Regions from separate parts of the Sus scrofa genome. Here region 2 is linked to region 1. Evidence: chromatin contacts called from public HiChIP or PLAC-seq data. All regions are on one chromosome and are shown on one strand. Each heading gives the region's core, a stretch centred on a gene start, on an enhancer-like site or on the middle of the called end of the contact. The rest is flanking DNA. Distances are from core to core; before and after follow the strand shown.

Region 1 (4,633 bases), core at 1,713-4,212:
CGCCCATGGGGGAGGGCTGCTACTAGCCCTAAGTCTGCACTAACCCAGTAGGACTAGCCTAGATTTGGCACTGTATCCTGGCTTGGGTAGGGGCTTCTTCACCTTCTAGTTGGACTGTTCACCTGTCTCTTTGCTCCCTCCCACACCCGCCCCAGAAGTCTCAGCAAATTGCTGTCTCTGCCCTGATTGCAGCCTCTGTTTTCCCCTCCAGGCCTAGCCACTTGGGGCTGCTCGTGTTCACTGTGGGGTGAACCTGGGAATATCTGCTATGTCTTCCTGTCTCACTCTTGTTCAGCCTGGGGTTCTTGGAAGCAGTGCCTTGTCCTCTCTGTACACCACATTGGTGCTTGAACTTCCTACCTAGCTTCCCAGACCCCAGCCTCAGGTCAGCTTTAGCTTGCAGTCTCTTGCAGAGACCAGATTTCTGCAGTCATGAACATGACCTTCCCCTGTAACTGTGCAGTCACAGTGGAATTCAACACTCTGCATTAGGCACTTTCATCAGTCTCCCACATCCCCTTGTTTCTAGGCCACTTGGATATTCCCGATATCTATTGGAAGATTCTCTTTATTTTAAAACAAACAAATCCTAAACCTTCCACAAACTTAGTGGGATAGGGTTAGATAGGGTTAGTTTTTCTGCAGCATCGAGTGTACGTTTCCAATGGGAGGTGGGGACATAGTTTATTTAGCTGCATTTGCTTTTTATCGAATCAGTGAAACATTTCATTTTATTATAGTATGGGAAAAGTTATGACTGACTTTTTTCTATACTAGATCATAAATGTGTTACCTCTATATATTTGAGTGTATCTTCCTCAATACACATATGTGAGTGCATGGGCTGTAGGCCAAATGACATATAAATTTTTTTTTCTTCCTACATTTTTGAAAACCTCATAAATCAAGAGAGATTGTCCCTTTCTAAAACAAGAACAACCACCAACGCCAACCAAAAAATTTTTTTTTCAGATTCTGAAAGCAAGCAAGTGTGCACTACACTTATTAGATCTAGTTTATGACCAAAGGCAGTAAGTAACCAGGATCCAGACAAGTGCTAGGTCATTGATTCCTTAAGCAACTGATATCCTTTCTTGCTTTTCTCATGTACCACTACCACATCCTTTTACATCTGCTCTCTCACCAAACTCCTTTATTTATAGTGGCAAAACTAGATAGTTTTTTTGTTTATTGTTTATCCTGTTTATTGTTGTTTGTAGGTTTTATTTTGGAAGTAATGAGAAGGAACTTTCTCTTGGTGTATATGTATTTTTTAAAATGCAAAAAAATTTTAAGTTTATTCTTATGGACCATGATACAAACGCCTATAATAGTATATTTTATAACTACAACACTCAATGTTATACTATAAAGATAAACATAAAATTAATTAATAAAGCACTATCAATATCTATACCTTAAGTTGATTGTATAATGGATTCAGTTACTGAAGAATTGACATTCAATAGGCATATTGTCAGCTTAACATTTTTTTCATTAGTAATAGAAAGCAACTAGATTTTTCCTAGTAAGGGCAAAGCACATATTTAAAATGTTAACTTATCCAGTAAATCTTTCTTTTATAAGGTTTTAAAGTATGTTACTTTAAATACCTAAATGATAAATTTTGGTGGCATTATTGAGATTTTATGTCTGTTTTCTTTTTGACTTTTAGGGATTAGTGGGTTATTAGTCATTATTGAAATTTTTACACATATCCATCTTATACTGAAGAAACTAGTGACATTTTAAACAACCCTCTTTCCGTTAGTATACTAGGTAATGGAGTAAATGAATTTTCTTTTAACAAAGTTTAATATACATTGATTTTAACTGTTACTTTTAGTATTTTCTATACCTTTCAATATTATTAGGTTATATCTAAGTTTGAAAGAATTTTCTTGTTAGTGAGAGAATTCATATATACAGTTCATTATTTACAAACATGATTATATAAAGTATAGTACGATACTAAAATTTTGGTTGTTCTAAGAGCTATTTGTTTAAATATAGTTTAGGGGTGTATATATATCAATTGATGTTTTTGAAGTCAAGTGAAACATTCCATCAAGCTAATGTGTCTGAGAGTACCATATCAGGCACAGACAGGTACTAGAAATGATAAAACACAGATAACATTCAGCAAGATGATTTGCAGATGGGACGTATTATCTGCTGTCATGAGGTTAGATGGGTCATATTACCATTTTTTAAAAAAAGTTAATCTAGGTTATTTCAGAATTATTAAGTTATGTGGGTATATGAGGTTTAATGAGAACAGATTTTATTATAAAAGCTTGCTAAAAATTAACAAGTACTCACTGCTTTTTAGAGCAGAAAATGGACTATCTTTGTATTTGGATTGCTTCTTGTTTAAAAAGTATCATTCTCCCCTATAATTTTTTCCTAATAAGGAAAATAATATATTGAACATTTTATGTCTTTATCCTAACTCACATTTTCTCCTGATTATACTCTGAATATCAACATACTCAAGTAAAACAAAAACAAAACCAAACTGGCATTCTGGTAGTTTATGAAAAGCAATTTTTGTTAAATGCAAGAATGTTTTAAATGTATAGCATATCCTTTTCGCTTGTGGTTCTTCAACTGTGATCTGAAAACTAATTGTTTTGGTAAGAGTTATATCAGAAACTTTCATCATTCTCTCATTATATATTCATTATTCACTTATAGGAAGAATATTTTTATTTTCCTTGTTCTGTGGAAGAGGGTAAAAGCTTTTCAGCTGTTTTATTCAGACATTTAGTCTAACTGGAAATAATTTTAAATTTTGGTGTTATGGCTTTTGATAGCAATTTTAAAATTTAAATATCCATTGTCATAATTTGGATAAAAATATCAAATGAGAGTGTGGCTAGAGGTTGTAAGTGGAATATCATTTAAATCTACCATAGACTCTCTCACCTCCAAAAAAGAGTGCTTGGTTGGTCTGTTTTTCCTCAAATCGGTGTTAGTCTCAAAAAAAGGGACCACAAAACCCTCAAACATCAGAGAAGCAGTATCAATTCAGTTTTTAACTGCAAGTCCTTCATATGGTTGCTCAAAATATCCAACTTTACACTAATATTAGTCATTCTTTTTATAGTGACACCATGCTTAGTAAAAAACTTCTAAGCACTGAGGTCAGGTGTTGAGATTGGATTCTAGTTTATTTTTTATGAATCAGATAAAGATTTCTGTGCATGAGACCATATGTGAAGATGAGAGAACAAGAACATTTCCATATCAAAGGCAATATATCTGAGGCTGCATGGTAATTAAAATGCAGTGGTTTGGACTCTGTGCACTAGCACTTAAGCAGAGCGTTGCCGGGACCTTGTGCAACATGCAGGCGGTTGCCTCTTGCATACTTCTTGAAATACACTTATAATTTTGTACAAACATTTATGCCAGTCCACACTTTTCTGTGGATAATTTGTATTTCATCCAAACCATTCAAAGTAGAAGTTATTTTTTGAGCTACCCCCTCATTATGGCTTTTGTGCATCAACTATTTTTATTCTAGTTGTTTGTATTTCTTTTTACCAGAATGATGGCTTGTTTATATTCAGAATCTCTTCTTGGTCCTCTAAGACCCCTTATATATCACTCATATTTTACTATTCACTCAAAAAAACTTTATCTTTAGTAAAGATGTGGATTATTTTCTGAGGTTAATTGTAGATGCTACAATCTATTATAAACTACATTTAAAAAATCAACTGCCCAGTTGTTTCTGTTTTATAATGCTAATGCATTTAGTAATCCTTACTAATTTGCACAGTATGTAATATTAGTAAAAATTACTTTTCAAAATGTTTCAAGAATTTTGAATTGTTCTCCTTCACCTTTTAATGTCAAGAAAAAGCATACTGGCATTCTCTTTCATACTCCTTCAAGTGAAAAACAGTTATTTGAAACTATGGAAATCTTCATGTTTATCTAAAGAGTTAGGTCTTTGCATTTATAGGGAGATGTTTGATTGTATTTATAAAGAACTGTGCTAGCATCATAACCTGTAATTGTCTAGGGATAGATAGTGAAAAAAAATCTAACAATTGGTAGTCCAATGTTGTATATATTTTAGAAGATTTGGCATCTTTGGTAACTAACTTGAATTTTCTGCTCTATAATTTTCTAGATTTTCTATTTCCGTATGGCTCTCTCTCTACACATGTGGTGAAGAATTCACTAACATAGTTTATTTACTAAGCTTCCCTGGTCTATAAAGCTTTTAGGTTTCTTCGGATTAAAGCACCATGTATTGAAGAAGCCTAATGTGACATAAATCCTTTAAGAGTTTTTGTATTTTAAACTATTTTGGATCAAACTTACTTGAGTATATTGATATTTATGCTTTTCAATGATGACATATATAAGTAATCATGATACACATAAGGTGAATTCAAAGGACTTTATATGATGTGCATATTTGTGTCTATGCAAACATTCTATATTCTCTCATTTCAAGTTCCCCCTTGATCTCTTTCTTCTCTGAAAATCTCACAAGATAAATCTTTAAATGATCTATTATCCCTGCTATCTTCAATAATTTGTTGTTTCTAGTCATGTTAAAGAGATGAATTGAATTGTCTGTCTTTAATATATCCATTCAAATGCAAACAGGGGA
Region 2 (4,984 bases), core at 832-3,331, 610 kb after region 1:
ATTGGAGCTTTGTTTTTGTACATTTATTCAAATGAGGAGGAGGTCATTTTTCTTAAAAAAAAATGAGTATTTATTATTGTCTTACTGATTTCTTTTGATTATATACCTCTCCTCCTCAGTTCATGCTCGTGTTTGTTTTTGTTTTTTTTTTTTTTTTCCCTCTTTCTCTTTGACTCTTGCCTTTGCCCTTTCCCACTCCTCTTTTATTTTGTTGCATAGGTAGAGTGCTGTATGGCTAGTGTTGTATTGTATGTAATTAATTTTGCACAAAGGCAAACATTTAGAATAGTAGGTTAATTTTGTTTGTTTTTATGACCATGCCAAAATAATATTCTGGGCTGGTGGAGAACAAAGGACTGTTCTTTAGGACTGAAACTTGATTTTGCTTGTAATAAAAAAAAAAAAAAGAAACAAACAAACAAACAAAAAAAGAAAACAAAAAAACCCCAACAAAAAACACACACACTCACATATGTTGTTTCGTAAGTGTTATAAGCACTGGATATAAATGGTATTTTTTATCACTTCTGACTAATGTGAAGCTGTTGTATGAAAACTACATGAACAAAAGTCATCTGTTTCGACTCGTGTGGGCTTGCCTCACAGTTGCCGGATTTGAGTCATTTTTATGTCTTGTTATTTCATTTATTTATGCAAAATACATGTGTGTATGAACACTTTGTTTTAGCTCCAGCTCTGCCCCAGTACTGGGGTTCAGTTACTTCTAGCCATGTTCTTAAAAACGAAAGGCTGTTCAGGAATGATCTGATTGTAAACGTCTCTTTCATTGGGTCAAACAGTAATGCTGTATTTGAATCTAAATTCTGCACATAAGCAGTTTATTCTATTTATTAGCCAAGTTTGGCTCTAAATATCCATGGAAATTAAGAATGACAATCATAGGGATCACTTCATTTTATTTTCAGTGGGGCTTAAACAAAGTTTTTATGACTTTACCATCTCATTTTAGATTTTTTTCTAATTGTGTAAATGTAACATAGAAATAGAATTTATTTTTGGTTCATGAATACTTAGTGAAATATAAGTTATGTATTCCCTTTTTGTTCTCTATCCATATATGTTGGTCCAGACTAGAAGTTGACAAGTCACTGTACCTCATGGGTAGTGAATTATCAGCCACAGTGAGAGAGCAGAGTCCCACCTGCAGCTGAAGCAGTAAAACCCTTCACTCGGGTTCTCATAGAGTGTAGAACCCACTGTCCACAGACTCAGACTTTCACTTTTTTTTTTTTTCTTATGGAAAGTTGATGAATTGAACATGGTGAATTTCCAGTACAGCCAGGAGAGCGTCAGTTTGCTTTGTGAATCCACATCAGTCTTGTAAGGTAGTGCTATGACCATTTAATAGCAAGAAGCATGAATGCTATTATAAAGGTGAAAATCTGCCTCTGAGATTGGCCATTGACAAAAGTCCCATCGTGCCAGTTGGGTTAAAGAATGTTAAGTGACTTCTTTTTCGGTGCTCCCAATTTCACACTATCTTCAAATACAGGTAAAAATGAGCTCCATTTTGCTAAAGAATTTGCAGGATTCTAAGTGAAGAGTTTTCACTTAGAAGAGGGGCACTGGCAGATAAACCTGCCCTAAAACAATAGACCATATGGAATAGGAAGGAAGGAAAGGAAGAAGGAAAGGAAGAAAAAGAAAGACAGAAAGAAAAAGAAAGAGAGAAAGAAAGAAAAGAAAGGAAAGAAAGAAAGGAGATAGAAAGGGAGAGGGAAAAAGTCAGTCTGTGTACAGGAGCAGCCAGCAGGCAGTTTCTCTAGTTCTTTGGCAGATGCGATGCAGTATCTTTTCCAGGAAGGTACGAAAGTTTGGTTGTTTTCACGTGTATTCAGCTCACCCTTTTAGGAGCACATCAGTTTGCTTCGTTTGGTATTTGATACTCCCCAGCCTTGTCCTCAGGCCTGATTTGATTTGCCAGGGTCCTGACACCAACTCTCAGGCCAAGTTCTAAATTCAGGTGTGGGCTCACAGTGCTATTGAGCTTGTCAAATTCTGGCCTCCCCTGAACATGAGCCCCACTGGAGCCTGGGGTGTTTGAAAAGGGTGTGATCACTCTAGGGCTGAAATTAAAGGCTTCTTTCTTTTCCTGATGAAGCCAGGCTGCTTCTCCAGAGCACACCCTCCCGAGCAGGGAGCACAAGCACTAGCTGAAAGCAGGGATTGTTTCAAGGAAGCCCATCGACCCCCGTAGGAAGGCAGCCTGGTCACTTGAACACCACAGCTGAGGCTGCTTCTCTCAATTTACTCATTTTGCAAAGCAGTGACCTCTGCTTACTCATTAGGGAAAAGAAAAAGCATCACTTAGTAGTTTTAAACCATATGAGAAGTCCTGTACCAAGTGCCAACGATTGCAAAGAATGCAGCTAGAGGAATGTATTGAAATTATTACTGGGTCTTCCTTTTTAATAAGAAAATGACAAAAATGGTTGCTGTAGCCTTGCCTGATTTTGTACGTTTGTCTAAGGACTGAGTTGGCACTTAAGCTCACTTCTCAAAGTATAATAATATTGTATGACCTCATTTGTCCTTTCACAAAAGCACTTGCATCATTTCCTTAAGTCATCTGCCCCCTGACATGTTTTCTTCCTTAATAAACAACTTCTCTCTGTTATTCCTGCCGATTTATGTTCTGTTTCTGATGCCATATGCTATTGAGTGTCACACTCTGCTAGTATGACTGAAATATTGATAGGCAAACACATTTCCTTTTCCTCCCCTCCCCGTCTTTTTCTTTGGGGACAGATTTCTTTCCAGAAGCTCGGAATGCTGGTACCTTTGGGGCAGGGCTAGAGGTGGGTGGGGGAGGGGGCAGAAAGGTAATGCTTAGCGCAGATGCTCTTCTAATCAGCATCCGTGGCCATATGAAAGCTTGAAGGCAACTCAGTGACATATCTTGCTCAGTAGTTTCTTATTCCTGAAGAACCACAAACCTAAAGTGAGGCCTCAGTGCTGGTGCTCTTGGAGTATGGGGAATGTGCAAATATTTAACTGTTTTGTCTGCTGCACATTGCAGATCTGCTCATGTGCATTCTCCGTTTGTCTTCCTTTGTCCTATGTGTTTTTGCTTTTCGGAAAGTGCAGTCTTTATTGTACCCTTCTCCGGCTTGTAGTGCATTAGAATGCCTAGCATTTATGTTCATTCATTATTGTATTTGCCATGTAAAATTTTTTATTACCTTAGACAAGCTTACAAGCTGTTACTACATAACTTATCTTACTGTAACTCTTTTATTTCCCGACATTGTAATTTGTTTGTGATGTATATTGTGAGATTGTATTCTATGTTAATTTAATCAGCACAATTCACTGACATGCTGGACTGACATGCTGGCTGCTGTTTCGAAGTGTAAAGTTTGTGTAGGGCTGTTGGGACAACTGCAACTCTGTTGTCAAGGTACTGTGCTGGTTCCTCTAGCAACACCACGGGTGTGGCCCTTGGGACGCTGAGGGCATTTACAACACCCTTGAGCAAATTTTAACTGCAGATTTTCTTTGTAGAAATTCTATGTATAACGCAGGTACCTACTTGGCCCATGGCTGGTAACTATTTGGGCAATTAGAAAAAAAAAAAAACATACAAACTAGTGTCTATTGCTGCTTTGAATATGTTTGAAAGTCTGAAAATGTAAATAGTTTATCAAAAAAAAAATCTTGTACAGTCCAGTGTAAAGTTTTTAAATGACCTTAAGGGTTGCCATCACATCTTTCTCACACTCTCCTCTTGACAATGGAAAAAAAAAGTTTGCTAAGGATTAAAGAAATACAAAAAAAAAAAAAAAAAAAAAAAAAAAAACTCTTCAAATTTAAAGGAATGAATCATTGTTCTTAGCTTTGTTGCATACACAAACTTCTTGGATTTTGTTGTGCAGTATTGACGTGAGATAAAACTCAACCTTGAATCATCTTTCAGTGGTACTTTTCAAAGTCTTCCCCTCCTTGCCTCATAATTAAGGGAAAAGACAAAATTGAAAGACACACTGTCTTTATCCTGGTGTATGTTGGCACCTTAGCTACTTTTTTTTTTTTTTTTTTTTTTTCCTTTTTGCACAAGGTGCTTTCCTGATATGTTAAACATGCCATCTTTGGGTGACAACATATATGCCATGATGGGGCCTAGGCCCCTCAGGGGAGTGTCTATAAGAACTGCCTATTTATGCTCATTTACCTCAAGACTGTCCTCTCTACCCTTAATCTAGTCGTCATCACTCCATCTTTTGTACTGCTGTTGACACTTACAAATTAAAGATAAATTTTGTTTTATGACCTCTGTGTACGGCCTTGTCTGTGCCCTGCCAACCATCCCTCCCCTGGAGCCCGGTCAGCTAGTCAGCTGTAGGTTTGTGCCCCACCTCTCCCTCCCTCCATGCCCCCGCCACACACACACACACACACACACACACACACACACACACACTGCTTGCTACTGAGCCTGCAGAGCCTTCCTGCTCCCGCCGTTGCTTCTGCCTTGCTGGGCGGTAAGTCTCAGGAAGACTTCAAACCCCTTAGCCTGGAAGACTTGCCTCCTTTTTTCACTGTGAAGCATACACTGCTGCAGCAGGAAATGCTTGTGGATTTAGATGGTAGGAACAGGATCCAAGGTGGATTTGTGTCCAGAGAAGATGAGAAAAATGTCACTTCCTATTTGCCTGACTTCTTCATGAGAGTGAAACCGTGTATAAAAAGCTCCCAGCATTCCTGGGTATGAACGAATCTCCAGGGCCAACCTCTCATCTGACACCAACTCCTACAAGCCTAGCAGCCAAGAGTGGAAAATGCTGCACTTCCGGAACTGCTGCCTCCACTGTGGTTGGGAACCATGGGCTGATTTCTCAGCTGCTTCTGCCTCAGAGAAGGAGAGCTACCACTCTTGTTGGCCTGGAAGTGAGTGATAGCAGCCTCTAAGAGTCTGGGGGCTGGAGGTGGGGTAGCAGACCCAAGTGAGGTGGGCCCTTAAAGG

Evidence for each region. HiChIP or PLAC-seq counts read pairs in DNA pulled down with a chosen protein or histone mark.
Region 2: a contact with region 1 is called in an H3K27ac HiChIP or PLAC-seq map of skeletal muscle. The contact joins two enhancer-like sites. A contact is called at or near these places in 5 of 47 Hi-C or Micro-C datasets (epiblast stem cells, fetal heart ventricle, fibroblasts and 1 more) and 1 of 2 datasets of contacts at active chromatin or transcription factors (skeletal muscle).

The regions. Positions count from the first base shown.
Region 1 is chr2:42,456,874-42,461,506 of Sscrofa11.1, forward strand. The region is part of intron 2 of SOX6 (transcription factor SOX-6); the gene reads left to right. Among named protein-coding and RNA genes, the nearest start is that of SOX6, 12 kb to the left of the region's middle. Within about 2 kb of position 2,963, at least 1 of the 83 cell types and tissues checked has an H3K27ac peak or open chromatin away from gene starts, as enhancers often do.
Region 2 is chr2:43,064,535-43,069,518 of Sscrofa11.1, forward strand. SOX6 (transcription factor SOX-6) reads left to right here. Exons shown (of 18, transcript XM_021085342.1): 18 at 1-4,290. Among named protein-coding and RNA genes, the nearest start is that of SOX6, 620 kb to the left of the region's middle. Within about 2 kb of position 2,082, at least 9 of the 83 cell types and tissues checked have an H3K27ac peak or open chromatin away from gene starts, as enhancers often do.